2 separate regions of the Mus musculus genome follow, and region 1 is linked to region 2. A link is a contact called in public promoter capture Hi-C data. All regions are on one chromosome and are shown on one strand. Each heading gives the region's core, a stretch centred on a gene start, on an enhancer-like site or on the middle of the called end of the contact. The rest is flanking DNA. Distances are from core to core; before and after follow the strand shown.

What was found. Promoter capture Hi-C pulls out the DNA fragments that hold promoters and counts their contacts.
Region 1: a contact with region 2 is called in a promoter capture Hi-C map of pre-B cells, with 2.7 times the contacts expected there. The contact joins the promoter of Jmy here to the promoter of Ssbp2 in region 2.

Annotation. Positions count from the first base shown.
Region 1 is chr13:93,498,044-93,501,074 of GRCm38.p6, reverse strand. Jmy (junction-mediating and regulatory protein) reads left to right here and starts at 1,267. Exons shown (of 11, transcript NM_021310.3): 1 at 1,267-2,773. The coding sequence starts at 1,769.
Region 2 is chr13:91,459,702-91,462,693 of GRCm38.p6, reverse strand. Ssbp2 (single-stranded DNA binding protein 2) reads right to left here and starts at 1,597. Exons shown (of 17, transcript NM_024272.4): 1 at 1,446-1,597. The coding sequence starts at 1,507.

The DNA of each region.
Region 1 (3,031 bases), core at 18-2,517, 2.0 Mb before region 2:
TGTGTGTGTGTGTTTGGTCCAAGAGTAGGCATGGGTTTCAAAGCAGATGTTTAAAGTTTAAAATGTTCAGCAAGGCGGTGGTGGCACACGCCTTTAATCCCAGCACTTGGGAGGCAGAGACAGGCAGATATCTTAGTCCGAGGCCAGCCTGGTCTACAAAGTGAGTTCCAGGACAGCCAGGGCTACACAGAGAAACCCTGTCTCCAAAAAACCAAAACCAAAACAAAAAAAAAAGTTCAGCCAAGAGATAGGTCTAAAACTTTTGACTATCAATTTAGATGTCAGGCCAATACAAAACTGTGTGTAGCTGACAACGTGAGGGTGACTCAGATGATTTTCACACGTTTTAGAAATGTGGCTTAAAGTAAAAGAACTAATTCCTATTATACATTAGTGCCTGCTTGATGCCTTAGACACTGACAGGAAAGATGACGCCAATAATATAAAGTGGATTATAAACCTACTAGACAATATTAGGAATGTTTCAACACAATTTAGTATGAATAATTGGATTTTTCTGGCTGGTTTTTGAAACAAGGTCTTTTGTAGCCCCTGCTGGCCTTGAATTACCATATCTGGTTGCCTCTACTCACCAAGTGTTGGGATTATAGTTATGCACTGCCTTGCCAGGCTGATAAAAACTTTTTGTTTGTGCTTTCTGGGAACTCTGATAACTGAATACAATGTCAAAACTTTAGTGCAGTGACTGCCCAAAGAGATTCTCAGAACAGTACACAACGAGGAAAGCCGAAGCAATAAAAGAAGGATAAATTGAGACAAATGTTCACGCTCTTTAGGACGTGACTGAATTTTCCTACTGTTTTCGTATTCTCCTGAGTTGTTTTGCATACATGTCTAACTTAAATTGTGTCTGAAGGATGTCAGGGGAGAATGGAACCCTTTGGCTTAGCCTTGTAAAGCAAGGCAGAGTTCCCGGACTGTTTAGGACGCGTCTGAACACAGTTGGCGATCCAGATTCACTTAGGGTGAAGGAGGGCTACATCAAGGTCCTTGAACAAAGTCTCAGAGTCCCTCTGCCTTTGCTCCTCTTGCCGGGGGTTCAAAGCAACCTGTGCGGCCGGGCACACCAGTCTCTCATCTTGCAGAAAAGCGTCATCCCGCAGCCACAGACTCCGGGCCGGGAAAAAGGGGGCAGGGCTGGGGCCAGGAACGCGGCGGCGCGCAGGCGCGGCTGGAGGGACGCGGAGGGGGGCGGGGCGCCGCCGGGCGGGCGGGACGCGCGCCGCCGCTCCCGTTGCCGCTGCTGCCGCCGCCGCGTCAGCAGCGTGCCGCACGTGCCCGTGTTTACGTCCCTCGTGGAGCCGCAGACGTCACAGCCGAATGGCAACATTGTGGCGACGCTGAGACTAGCGCTTTAGGAGTCTGCTTTCTGGTTCTGGTTCTGGCTGGCTGGGCGCTGTTGGCCGGGGGCAGAGGGGCGGCGGGGAGGTAGGCCCCGGCGGGCGAGCGGCGGACGCGCGCCTCAGCACGCAGCCCCGCGGCTCCGCGCAGGCCGGTCCGGCGGCCCAGGGCCCTGCGCTGCGGCAGCGAGCGGCTTGTAAACAGATCCGGCCGCACGTGACCATGTGAACTACCTGCTCCGGGCCGCGTATTGTCTCTTCTGAGAGCCGCACCACAAAGGAGCCGGTGGGTGAGCGGCCGGCGCGCTAAGATGGCTGCAGGCGCCCCGCAAGGGTGAGCTGGGGGCGCGGCCACCGCGGAGACTCGGCCGGGCGGGCGACCCCCCTCGCCGGGCACCGGAGCTACCATGTCGTTCGCGCTGGAGGAGACACTCGAGTCCGACTGGGTGGCGGTGCGGCCCCACGTATTCGACGAGCGCGAGAAGCACAAGTTTGTGTTCATTGTGGCCTGGAACGAGATCGAAGGCAAGTTTGCTATAACCTGTCACAACCGGACGGCCCAGAGACAGAGGAGCGGTTCCCGGGAACAGGCGGGGACGCCCGCGTCTGATGGGAGTCGCGGTCCGGGCAGCCCCGCGGCCAGGGGTCGGTCAGAGGCCGCTGCCTCTGCTACAGCAGCGCTCCGGAGTCCCGGGCCACGGAAAAGCCAGGCCTGGGCCGAGGGCGGCTCTCCGCGCAGCGCGCGCAGCCTGAAGGGGGATCCTCCTCGGGGTCCCGCGGGCAGAGGACCGGAGAGTCCTCTCCGTAGCCCCGCGCGGGCTAAGGCCAGCCCGCTCCGCAGAAGCGCCGAATCCCGAGATGCGACCGCCAGTGCCACGCCAGCCCCGCCGGCGCCCCCGGTGCCCCCGGTGTCGTCGGTGCGGGTGGTGAGTGCCTCCGGGGCGGTCTCCGAGGAGATCGAGGTCCTGGAAATGGTGAGGGAGGACGAGGCGCCACAGCCGCTCCCGGACTCGGAGCAGCCGCCGTCTGCCGCGGAGCTGGAGTCTCCGGCCGAAGAATGCAGCTGGGCCGGGCTTTTCTCCTTCCAGGATCTGCGAGCCGTGCATCAGCAGCTGTGCTCGGTAAACTCCCAGCTGGAGCCGTGTCTGCCGGTGTTCCCCGAAGAGCCGTCAGGCATGTGGACGGTGCTGTTTGGGGGCGCCCCCGAGATGACCGAGCAGGAGATCGACGCTCTATGTTACCAACTCCAGGTATACCTGGGCCACGGCCTGGACACGTGTGGCTGGAAGATCCTTTCTCAGGTTCTTTTCACCGAGACGGATGATCCGGAGGAGTATTACGAAAGCCTCAGCGAGCTGCGGCAGAAGGGCTATGAAGAGGTGCTTCAGCGGGCCAGGAGGCGCATCCAGGAGGTGAGTGCGGAGTCCGAGCAGCGGTCCTAGTTTTCACGTCTCACTGCCAAGTGTTGGAGCCTGGGTTTGGGGTCTGCGAAGTGTCTTCTTTTCTAGCCGCGGGAAAAGGAAGAACAGGAGGGCTCCTGATCGGCTTTCTTTACTTATCTCAGCGATGGATCTTTGGGAAGTTTTGAGTTTTTTTACCCCTCCAAAAAGTACCCAGTTTACTAAAAATACAGGTAGAGATAAAAGCATTTAGAAAAACAGGTATTCTGT
Region 2 (2,992 bases), core at 348-2,847:
TTTGTTTTCCTACATCAGGGCCTGCCACCTCTAAACCCTATGGGAATTGTGTGTGTATTGCTGCCAACACAAAGATTAGAACATGTTCCCCTCCCTGGGGCACAACAAACTTTCAAGGGTATGACTAACTGCCTAAGCAAGGGGGGTAAACTCCGTAGCCTACACATTTGGATTTTTTTATTTACCAAGCTGTTTTTGTATGCAAGAGACCCAGAGTACCTCTGAGAAGGACTTGCTCTCCCCCAGCCTGAGTCCCCTCAGCAAGACAGTATGTTCAATGACAAGGATAAGCTTGACGCCCCCCCCCCGCCCCCAGCAGACCCAGTACAGGGAATCAGTCTGAACATCTGCACATAGGAAAAAGGGGGGGGGGGAGGGTTCTTCCTCGGTGTCAGAGTCACTATTCGCTCTCATTTTAGTAACAACCAAATCGCCGTTACAAGTACACAAGAATAGCAGCCAACTAGCCTGCTCCGCAGCGTGCCGCGACCGTGGCACCTCGGCTCCCCAACGTCCTCCGGGTTCCCACCGAAGTTACCACCTGTATCCCCCACGACCCAGCGGAGCGGCTTGTGCCCAGCATCTCTGCCGCAGCCCCCACGCCGACCCGCGTCGGGTCCACACCGCGGGCAGCCCTCCTCGCGGCGCCGCCACGGCCCACGGGACCTGCCCTCCGCGCCCGCGGCCACCAACCCCCGGGGACACCGCAAGTCTCAAAAAGTTCTGGGGCCGCCGCCGAGCCGGTGTGCGGCGGGAGGCAGGAGCGCCAAGCTCTCGCGACCGACCCCGCGCGGGCCAGCACACACTCTCCCTCCGGGAACTCGGCGCTCCCACTCCCAAACTTCCCCCGCCGCCCCGGACCCGCCCGCCAGCCAGCTCGGCCTGCGCCGGGAGAACCCGCGGACCCGCGTCTCTGCGCCCGCCCGCCCGCCCGGCCCACGCCCGCACTTGCCCTCCGCGCCCCGCGGGGCCCCGCTTCCGCCCGCCCGGCCCGCCGTCCTCTCCCCTCTCCACGCTCGCGGGCCCCCGCCGCGGCCCCGCCGGACCCCGGCCGCCCCGCAGCCCGCGCCCCCCAGGCCCGCCGCGCGCCGCGGCCCGGCCGTCCTGGACCACAGCTCCAAAGTTACTTTGCGAGGAGGTGAAGCCGCGGGTGGTTCCCCTCAACCACCCAAACAAGTTTCCATCCCCGCCGCCGCCGTCCCCCCGCCACGCGCGTCCCTCCCGCCGCCCGCTGCCCGCGGCCACCCACCCGGGGGGCTCCCCCGTGGAGGCAGGCGGCCGCTCCCCGGAGCCGCGCGCCCCCGCCCCGCGCCTCCCCCTGCAGCCCACCCCCGGCTCCCCCGCGGCGGGGCGGCCGTGTGGCTGCGGTTCCCGGAGAGTGCGAGTGCGTGCGCGAGTGTGCGCGCGTGCGAAGGCGGAGGTGGCTGCGGCGCGGAGACACTCACTTCTCCCGGGCCTGGCTGTCGGACGGGACGGCGCTGCTGTTACTCTTGCCTTTGCCGTACATGCTTGTGCCGAGAGCAGCTCCCACTGTCACGCACCTGTCAACCCATCACAGCCTCCCCGGGAACAGCCCCGTCCCCATGGCGACCCACGCAGCCACCCCCACCATTGGCCGCCCCACGCCAGAGCTCCGCCCTCCTCGCCCTGGCAACGCGCGAGACTGACAGGCCTCCCCTCCCTCCGGCCTGCCGGAGCGCGCGGCGGCGGCTCGGCCTAAGCGGCAGTCTCCTCCCTCCCTCCCTCCCTCTCCCGCTCCCTCCCTCCCTCCCTCCTTCCCTCTCCGCCGCGCTCCCCCTCCCGCTCTCCTTCCCCCCTCCCCCTCCGAACCCGGGCGCTAGGGGGGAATTAGAAACTGCTCTAGAAGGATTTTAAACAACTGGCTGTTCCCTCCGCCGCCGCCCCGCCCCCCGCGCCGCCCGCGCCCGGCTCCTCACTGGAGAGAAGGCGCGGGGAGGAGGGGAAAGTGCGGCCTGGAGTGCCTGGCAGCGACTGCGGAACGGGAGTCGCGGCGGCCCCAGACTTCGGGGCGCCCGGCGAGTCCACAGGCGGACCCGCGGACCCGGCGCCGGGGTCCCGCCAACCTCCTCTCCCGCTCCTCTCCGGCCAGGCACCCCGGGTCCGTACCCGCGGTTGATCTCATCCCTCCTGTCTGGGGTGTCGCCCCAATCCCGTTCCCGGAGGGCCAGCAGGCCGGGGACGCCCGCTCTGAACCCTCGACCTTCTGGCTCAAGGACTGAGCGAACCTCTGTCTCTCCCTGGGAGGCACCGTGCCTCCCATTGGGGCGCCCGCTGAGGTGCTGTCGCCGGCTCTGAAGTCAAGCCCTGAATCCCAAAGGACCACCCTCCCTGGCGTCTGCCTCCTGTCTAAGAGGGGACTACACCCCCTCCCCTTCCCAAAGAGGTCAAGAGACCGACTCGTGGGACCGCAGTGGCCCAAGGCCTGGGTCCCTACCTCCCCAGTACTCTGCACAGACCTGCAGCAGACCAGGGGCCCAGGCATTCTCTACTCGGCCTGCTTTTATAGTTTGGATGGGCAATGTCATTTCAATTTGACCCTTGGACTGGAAAGATTCAGAGAAGGCCCTGAAAGACATCCCTGTATTTGCCCAGCAGAATAGGCCGCAGAGCCCAAGATGTGCAAAGCTGTGCCCAAGCTGAAAACTCCCGGAGAATATTTTTGGATCCAAGTCCCTAATCTCATTTCAGTGAATGCGCAAAAGTTTCTCAAGACACACGCAACCTGGTTTCTGATAGACTCCATCCTTTATTTTGTTAAAGATCCTTGGCTGTAAAATCAGACAGAGTAGAAATCCGGTTGAGAGAAGAGATGAGCTTCAAATGGGAGGTGACAGGGGAAGAGAGGTGCCATTGGGGTAGGACATGGAGACCTCAGAAAAGCATGAATAGAGGAGTAACGGTTATGCTAAGGAAAGGAAATAACATTCAAATGAGGAAGCATACCTTTCTATTGCACACAGCTTTAAGCATT